Linked DNA regions of Mus musculus: region 1 is linked to region 2. The links are chromatin contacts, called in public Hi-C maps. All regions are on one chromosome and are shown on one strand. Each heading gives the region's core, a stretch centred on a gene start, on an enhancer-like site or on the middle of the called end of the contact. The rest is flanking DNA. Distances are from core to core; before and after follow the strand shown.

Region 1 (4,662 bases), core at 1,303-3,802, 130 kb after region 2:
AGCACGAACAAATCCAGGTTGACTCACAATGACCGTTGGTGCCTGAGCCATCTTCAGTGCAAGGTCTCAAAAGACCAGGTAGTTCAAAAGGTTTGGGCAGAACGGGTCCTGTGATCTGGGGTTGAGTCTTACTACAAATGGGGGGCCGCCATAACCAATTGTTCCCAATAGGACTACTTCAAACAACAGAAATGCGTTAGCATTAACACAATTTGGGATTACCAGATGTCTTAAATCATGTTAGCAAGGCCAGTCCTGTCCCTGCTTCTGGTGACTCAGAGAGGCCTTGGCATGTCCTTCCATCTCTGCTCCACCTGAGTTAGCTTTCTCCCCATAGCCACAGCCTCTCTCCTTAGGACATCGCTCATTAGATTAAGAGCCCTGAACTCAGGATGGCTCCATCTCAAGATCCTGGGAGAATTTTGCCTTCTGAGGCAACGAACTGGGGTGACATGAGTCCAGGGCTGTCCATAGCTACACTGCTCTCACAGAACACTGAGGAAGCTCTGAGGCTAGAGGAGAACATGGATCACACAGAGTAAGAGGCCGCAGAGAGAAAGGTGAGAATGGCGAATCCAAATGCCAAGTGTGAGCCCAAGGATGGCTCCCCCGTGTTATGGAGACTTGTAGTTCTCTGGGTTGTTTAACCTGGTCTGAGCTGAGTGTCTCTCATTTACAAGAGAGCCCAGGCTGAGGATTAACTTATTTATTTAGTGGATTACTCGCTTAGAATGCATGACGCCCTGGATTTGATTCCCAGTGCCGTATAAACCAACTGTGGTGTCACAAGCCTGCAGGCCCAGCACTTGGGAGGTGGAGGCAGGAGGACCAGAAGGTCAAAAATATCTTCAGCTACCCAATGAGTTCAAGGCTAGCCTGGGCTATTCTGAGAAAATATACATACATACATACATACATACATACATACATACATACATACCTATGTACATGAATGAGTTCATCCTAGCTAGTCAGCTTTAACTGCCAAATTGACAGAACCTAGAATTTATCTAGGAAGAGAATTTCAATCAAGGAATTGCCTCTCATAATGGCCCGTGGGCACGTCTGGAGGCAGGGATTGTTCACTGGGTAGAATGGCCCAGTCTTCTGTGGGTAGCACCATCCCGCAAGCAGATGGTCCTAAACCGTATGAGAAAGCTAGATGAGCATACACCTGAGTGCCAGCCAGCAGCTGCTCCACAGTTCCTGTTGTGTCACTTTGTGACGGGAGTTTTCTCGGGGAGAGGCAAATGGTGTGTGGAATAGCAAGCAGGCTTGTCTGGCTTTAGGTTCCTTCTTGAGTTTCTGCCTTGGCTTCCCTCTACGAAGGACAGTACTGTGGACGTGTAACCCAAATAAACCCTTTCTTTCCCAAAGTTGCTTGCTGTCCCGTTGCCCCAAATCCCAGCTGCTTTCTTGCCCCCAGAATCCTGTTTACCCTCTAACACCCAGTTCCAGGCCAAAGCCTCCAGAGAACCTTCCATCACCAGAACTTCCAGTTTGATGTTTTTTTCTTGGTTCCATGCACACTGGGCACATCTCTGCTGTGTCCTGTAGCAGTCATGCCAGAAACTATTGGTCTGTATCCCTTATGATCCAGAGGTGAGCTCCTACCTCCTTTCCCCCTGCTGTGCAGTGGCAGTCTCAGTACAGAGAAGGTGTGTGCCAACAAGCAATGGGCTTGCAGTTTGGCTCTGCTGGGGCAAACTGTAGACAAGACCAGAGACCTTGTGGAGAACGGGGTGCCCCAGCTTCACTGCTCCAGCTAGTGGGATGGAAGTCTACACAGGCCTCCACAGCCGCAGTTCCCAGACATCTTTTGCTTGCTTATTTTCCAGCTCCCCTCAGTGGAACTCACTGTTGGCTTACTTGGCACCCTGGGCCATTTGGCCTTCAGTTAGGCCCAGTCTCCCAGGTGCTGGCCAGAGTCCAAGGTAATCCTTGAGATCACTCTGAGTGTTGTTGGTAAACGACCCAGGAGATTAGGTTACTGCTGGATAATGTTCACTGCCTTTGTTCAGATCCACGTGATGTTGCAGGAGGAGGGACATGGGGTATGAATTATTGAGGAAATCTCGGGTTCTCACCGATTCCCTGGTGATGCTGATATGCCCCGAAACCCGAGAGGAGTGACCCTTGGGTGCTACAGCTAGGATTGAGTACGAGTCAGAGCCAGCCACGGATTGAGACCCAGAGTCTAGAAGTTCATCACAGCCCCATGTGGGAAGCCCTGAGCAGATAGGAGTTCCTAAAAGATCTGCAGAGAGGAAGGAATGGCCCACGGACAGAAACCCAGCTGAAAATCACTCTAGCTTCGGGTGCTGTGAAGACTAAGAGAAAACAAGCCTGACTCCTCCTGGAAGAGCTCAGGGGAGGCATGGTCACCCCTAAAAAGATACTCAGTTCATTGTGGGAGGCCTGATAACAAACAAGGTCCAGGCAAAACTTAAACACCAAGCAGGAGGCCAGAACTAGCCAAGCTGCTGTAGGGGCCCAGCCCAGGATTAGTACCCAGGCAGCCCCACTCCCCTGAGGCCTCTATATAGTCCAATGCAGAGCCTTTGCAAAGCATTCTGGGAACCAACTTGTTTCCTACTCCCTTGGAGCATCGTGAGATGCAATGGCTGCCAGGGTGTTGTTTGTAGCCTGTTGTCTGGGCTGCTATCTGGAAGACGGGGGAAGGAAGGAGAGAGGAGAGGCTGCACAGCATCCATTTCCTGTTTTCCTTTCCTTGTTAGGAGGCAGCTCACATGTTTGCTTAGGCTTCTGGCCACCTGCACTTTGACTCATAGTATCACAGACAGCTACGTTGCAAGAGTGTGTGTGTGTGTGTGTGTGTGTGTGTGTGTGTGTGTGTGTGTGTTTGAACCCACCAGGTCTGAGGTGCAACTCTACAAGCCTGGTATTTGCACACTTGTACATCTGTGCATGGGTGTGGTCAGCTGTGATAACTCCTGTTTTTCCCAGGTGGTCCTTGTGCATATAACCTCGTGCTGTGTTCATGCTCTGAACCTTCTTTAGCGAACACACTGAAAGTTTCCTCTCCAGGTTCAAAGTTCAGAGCTTGATGACATCAGTTTAATATGCTGGTCAGTGAGCTACGGGGCTCCATCTCCACCTCCCAAACCTGCACCATGTCCGGCTTCCATCCCTTTCAACTTTTGCATGATGTGCGAAGTCTTTCCCAGAATACTGGTGGTGCCTCCTCTTCTGCTCATTCATTCTACAGACCAGCTGTGCATCTCTCAAGCCACTGTGGGTTGAGAAGCAGAGACGAGTAAGATCTGGTTTCTGTCCTCATGAAGTATGCACTCATCATGAAGAAAGACCTCAGCTCTGCTCGGCTGCTCAGAGGCAGACTCTGATAAGCCACAGGGAAGGAGGCGTATCCCCCAGAGGGACGCAGGGAAGGGGGGAGGGAAGGGGGGCACATCCCTCACAGGGACACAGGGAAGGGAGTGGGCATATACCCTACCTTCCTCCAGAAACCTGGAGGCCCTTCTTTGAGGTCGCTCTTCTGGCACCAAAACTAGGAGAGGTTTAGTCTTTACTAAGAAACGAGGCCTGTTCCTTAGGCCACCAAGTTTGTAGAAGTTTGTCACAGTAGGTACAGGAGATGAATGTGACAATGTATAACCGAGCATTTACAAAGGTTCAAGTGCAATTCAGCACAGAAGGCAGTGGGCAAATGGGGAGAGGCAGCTGGACACTCATGCGGGTGAGTTCACAACCTTCCACAGCTTTTGACATACACAAAACAAACTCGAAATGGGTCAAAACCTAAATATAAGCAGAATAGTGGCACATGCCTGTAACCCTGACACTCGGGAGGCAGACACAGGAGAATCATGAGTTCAAGGCCAGTCTGAGCTATGTAGCTAACCAATGTTTCACACAAGTAAACAACCAAACTCAAAGGAAAAATGCTGATTGCAAAGCCAAAGTCTTGGCGGAACGTGGCAGCGCGTTCTGTAACCCAGGCACTGAGAAGGTTAAGGCAGGAGGATTGCAGAGAGTCCAAGGCCTGCATGGGCTACAACGTGAATAGCATGCCAGCCACGGCTCAAAAAATAATCACAAAGCCAACCAAAAATACTAAGTATAAAAACAAAACCATGAAACCCTTGTAGAACCACACAAGAAAACCTGGTGCTCTCCTGAGAGGCAGGGTTTCTTAGCCATGATACCAAGCATGAGCCATGCAATTTAAAACTTTATCAACCTGACAACTTAACCTAAAAGTCTCTGTTATCATTTTAATTTTTAATGTCATTTTTAATGATGGATCTTAAATGTTTTAACCTCCCTAGTAGCCCATCATCTACCAGAGGTAGTGGAGAAGAAAGGAAATGGGGGCGGGGGACATGGACCTGTTCAGAAATTGTTCTTTGTAGTAAATCTCATCTGTGTCCTCAGGAAACTAGTCGTTTAGTTCACAGGTGGGCAACGACAGCTCGATCCACTTGCTTTACGGGTATACCAGTAGTCCAATCTGGTAATGTTGGGGTAGCATCGGCAGTGACAGACCTAGCAGGAAGTGCCAGGCCTTAGTCGACACAAGTGGACAGGAAGGACCAGAGCCAATAGGAACATCAAGGAAAGTTCTCAGCTGTGCCTCTCTCAGCGAATCAAAATGAAGATCAATGAAGACGTGAGACCAAT
Region 2 (4,446 bases), core at 948-3,447:
TTGACTTGGGTCCCAAGCATACAGCCTTGCACTGACATCTCACCCACTGAAAGACAGCAGTGTTCTGCGTGCCAAGCTTACCTCCACACTCACATATCTATGTTTGTGACAGCATTTAGACAGCCTTTCCTTTGAGGGGATTTCCTTTCCCCATCTAAATTACTTCAGTGCAACAGCCAATCATGGAACCCTTCTCACCTCACAGTGGTGGGCATGCAACCCAGAAACAGCCAATCAGATCCTTCTCCTTGCCTTGTATATATGGATGCAGGGAAAGAGAAAAACCTTTCCACTAGAGATGGCTAAATAGAAGTTAAGCTATTTGCAAGTATTGCCACCCTTGTATAGAAGAGTGTCCATCCATCCACCCATCCATCCACCCATCCACCCTTCTGTCTGTACCTTTACTTATCGTCTGGATTTTCATAATGTTTACATATGGCTAGAAATACGGCTGTGAGCCAGTTTGTGTGTGGAGTGTATGAGAAAGTGTGTTTAAGTTGTTACTGTCCTCCTGGCAATCCTGTGAGGCAGCTGAGGCGCAGACTACAGGCAGCACAGAGGAGCAAGGGTTTATAGCAGACTCATCTGAACCTCAAGTTCTGCAGCAAGTCTGTCTTCCAATCTGTCTCTCCAAAGATGGGTAACGCAGACCCTGCTCACATAAGCACAGCTTGTAAGGAAAGCGGGAACTTTGTGGTATAAAGGTGACACAATGCTGTCACAGACACACGTAAATTCGTCAGGCTCCTCCAGGGAGAATAATTTTATACCTAATTGTACCTTAGTCATCCCAGCCCAATTTGTGGGATTCCTTTTTCCTTGGATGCCAAAGGAAACCTCAAAGTATTAAAGTCCCCCAAAGGTACTCCAGGCTGTTAGGAACACTGGCCATTGCCTAACAAGCAACTTTCACAACTTTCACCACAATAGTTGTATCCTGTAGCCCCTCCTACAGAGCCTGACTTGGTCTGGTCATATTTGCAGTTGCCCTGGAACCTCTTGAGCAAGACCCTCCCACACACATAGCAGGGGGTTCTTTTCAGACCCTGACTAGGCACAAACCACACCCAAACACCTGTTTTCTGAGAGATCCTTTATTTAAAGTGGGGAAGAAGAGAAAGTGGCCGTTGTGTCAGCCACTCTGGCAGAAAAACCGCAGCAAATGACCTTGCAGGCGTAATTTATAGGAAGAGGCTGGGTTAGGAGGCGGCGGCATATCTTGATTGGGTATGATAATTAGGTGAACAAATGGGACATTTGATTGCTGGACTTCAATACTTTTTGATAGCTGGACCTTGGTAGTCAGTCTCAGGAGGGGGAAGTAGCCAAATAAAGGACTAGACCTTGGTGGTTGGCTTTAGGAATGTAATCTAACAGTTTTTAGCAAGGCAGAGGGAATCGGGGAGAAGGGCAAGGCCTTCCAGAGCTATGCTTGCAAAGCCCAGGCTGGCTAGAGTCCCTTCGCCTTTTCTCCCAAGAATAATTATAAGAATAACTGGCCTTAATTCTCAATCTCTGCTCATTAGATCCTAATGCTTCCTGCTACAGCCGCAGTGAACCCACAGCTGAGCAGGAGCTGGAAAAAAAAAAACTAAATATGTATTTTTATTACCCAAACATCTGCTGAGAGAAATTAATTTGCACATGTCACTGGCAAGCCATTTGCAAGGAGCATGACACAGTCTGTTGTTTAAGCTTGGTTTTCAATCTTTTCTTTTCCTTACTCTTAACACTGCTTTCAAATTGGGCAAAGTAGCAGAGTGGGCCCACCCTTCCCTTTCTCATGCACAAGTGGACAAATTACTGAAGGTCACTACGGAGGGAACTGTACAAAGGGTATTTGGAAAGATTAGGTGTATGTGTGCCTTAGCCATCAAGGCATACTGACCATGATCCTGCTGCAATGCATTCTTGTCTATAGGTACAATGTCAAGAAAGTTGCAAAGCTGGGTGTGATGGCTCACACCTTTAATCCCAGCACTCGAAAGCAGAGCAGGCTGACCAGCCTGGTCTAAAGAGCTAGCTCCAGGTCAGCCAGGGCTACACAGAGAAACTCTGTCTGCAAAACCCAAAACAGTGAATAAATCAAAACAAGAAAGTTTCGTGTCAGTAACGAAGCAGCTGAACACACATCCCTCGTCACAGAGCTCAGCTACCTTGCAACAGCAGAGCTAAATTAGCAGTGAATCATATCTGGAAGCAAGAGCGGCAGCAGCTGGAAACTGACTCACTTATGACACGCTGCTAGGGAAACGCCCACCCAGATGACTCGGGGCCCAGTGGCACTGCTGTTGGGCCGCTGTCAACCTTCCTGGTGGAATACTCAAACCAGAATTCTCAAAATTTGGTTCCACCTTAGCCTTGCTTATGAACTTCACCTAGCAAGTTGTCATTAACTAGGTTTTAGAGGTACATAAAGGTGAAGATATTATAGTCTGTGCTCACGTGTTTACTGTTTAAGTGGTGGGGCTTTAGGAGGGGACTGGACTGTGGGAGCTCTGATGTCATTCATGGGTTAATCTAGTGGTGGGTTCATAGTGTGGTGGGCTCTTATGAGGCAGGACCTAGTTTACTGAAGTGTGGGGGCCTGGGGGGGGAGCACCCTGTCCTGTACACTTACCACAGACCCAGAGCCAATGGAGCTACACAACCATAGACTGTAACTTGTGAAATTGTGAGCCAAAACAAATCTTTCCTCCATTAAGCTGGTTTGCTCTTGGGTCTTTTGTCACAGTGCAGACTGGCATACAGGGCATATAGCTTGCAAATAGTTTAGTTCAAAGATTGTAGGAAAGACTTGCTTTTTCCTGACTCAGTTTCTAAGTCAAACAGGCCTGAGGTAGAAGGTGCTGGAATGTAGCTAACTCATTCTCAGGAAAGTAAGACGAGATTCTACGCCTGAGAGGCAGCCATGGCTGTCACCTGCCGTCCCCTCTGGGAGTTATCCCAGGACCTCAGCACTAAGTAAACATTCCAGCCTGACAAGTTGACTGCAAAGGTTAATGTGTCTCGGAAGGTTTTCATACTTGCTGATTTTTGAAAAAAATCAAGCATCCCAGAGCAATGGAGACTGAGATCGGCAATTCACAAAAGATTTGAGCTATTTTAGTTGTGGCTTAAAAATTAACAACACCAAAAAAAAGTTAGGGAGTAGCCTGGCAGAAAACCTGCGATGCTGGCCTCCAAAGGGCACCGTGCCTGGATATTTCTACCTTAGAAAACAACACTTTCCCATGGTATAACACTTCAACTCGAGAAACACATTTGCATGCATTACCAAGTCTCCAGAGAGCAGCTGCAATTTCTGAGGTGACCTGAGGTAATTCACAACTCCTCGACCTCTTTTCCTTCTTCCTCTAACCCTCTCCTCCTATCTCCTTGGGTTTGTATCCCTCCTAATGTATTTTCTTTCTCTCCTGTTGATTTTGCTTTTCTTAGTTTCTGCTATATAGTTCTCTTAGCTTCTGTTCAGCCTCCGAACAAGCCATAGATCTTTGCGGGGTTAGCCAGAGTTCAGATCCTGATCTAATCCAAAGAGGACTTTTGGAGTCTGTTCTATAATATCAAAATATTTATCTTTCCTAGTGAGTTTCCTTTGTTTCTAGATAGATTCTCAAATAGTGAGTGGGTTGTGTACTGGAAGCCACGGTGTGTGGGGGAGGTCATCTACCTGTCTCGCCTCGATGAGCCAGCCAACACAAGCTGCAAGATCTAAAGTTCAAGGTGCCTTATGGAGTTGCCTTATGGAGGTGTCGTATGGGCTTCTTTGTGCTATATCTCTCCAGATTTACATTGGGAATTCTGACTACCTTAGAATAGGATTTCATGGACTGGAGAGATGGCTCAGTGGTTAAGAGCACTGACTGCTCTTGCGAAGGTCCTGAGTTCAAATCCCAGCAACCACACATGGTGGCTCACAACCATCCATAATAAGATCTGACACCCTTTTCTGGGGTGTCTGAAGACAGCTACAGTGTATTTACATATAATAACTAAATCTTTAAAAAAAAATAGGACTTCATTTGGAACATGACCAACAAGGCAAACAGTTGCACAATATTAGAATGAAATTGAAAATGAAGTCACACAAGCAAGCCCCAACATAAATGAAAGGTATCTTCTATAAAGTGGGGAGATTAAGGACCAACCACACACAGAGGGAAGACTGAGCCCGTGAGAACGCAGTGAGAGAACGGCCACCTAACAGCCAAGGAGGGCGGCATGGAGCGCACTGTTTACCTCACAGCCCTCAGAAGGATTCTTTTTTATTATTATTAGATATTTTCTTCATTTACAGTTCAAATGCTATCACAAAAGTCCCCTATACCCTCCCCCCACCCTGCTCCCCTACCCACTCACTCCCACTTCTTGGCCCTGGCGTTCCCCTGTACTGAGGCAGATAAAGTTTGCACGACCAATGGGCCTCTCTTTCCACTGATGGCT

The links. A called contact is a pair of places that touch in the nucleus more often than the background predicts.
Region 1: a Hi-C map of liver shows a contact between it and region 2, with 1.9 times the contacts expected there. The contact joins two enhancer-like sites. A contact is called at or near these places in 7 of 484 Hi-C or Micro-C datasets (the G1E-ER4 cell line, the HPC-7 cell line, Kupffer cells and 4 more), 3 of 115 datasets of contacts at active chromatin or transcription factors (the HPC-7 cell line, embryonic stem cells and pancreatic cancer cells) and 1 of 9 other capture datasets (embryonic stem cells).

The regions. Positions count from the first base shown.
Region 1 is chr1:191,791,264-191,795,925 of GRCm38.p6, forward strand. It overlaps the pseudogene Gm20203. Among named protein-coding and RNA genes, the nearest start is that of Gm26203, 21 kb to the left of the region's middle. Within about 2 kb of position 2,553, at least 37 of the 459 cell types and tissues checked have an H3K27ac peak or open chromatin away from gene starts, as enhancers often do. A contact at or near this core is called in liver and pancreatic cancer cells, where this site is marked.
Region 2 is chr1:191,660,169-191,664,614 of GRCm38.p6, forward strand. No RefSeq gene overlaps it. Among named protein-coding and RNA genes, the nearest start is that of Gm39741, 13 kb to the left of the region's middle. Within about 2 kb of position 2,198, at least 141 of the 459 cell types and tissues checked have an H3K27ac peak or open chromatin away from gene starts, as enhancers often do. A contact at or near this core is called in liver and pancreatic cancer cells, where this site is marked.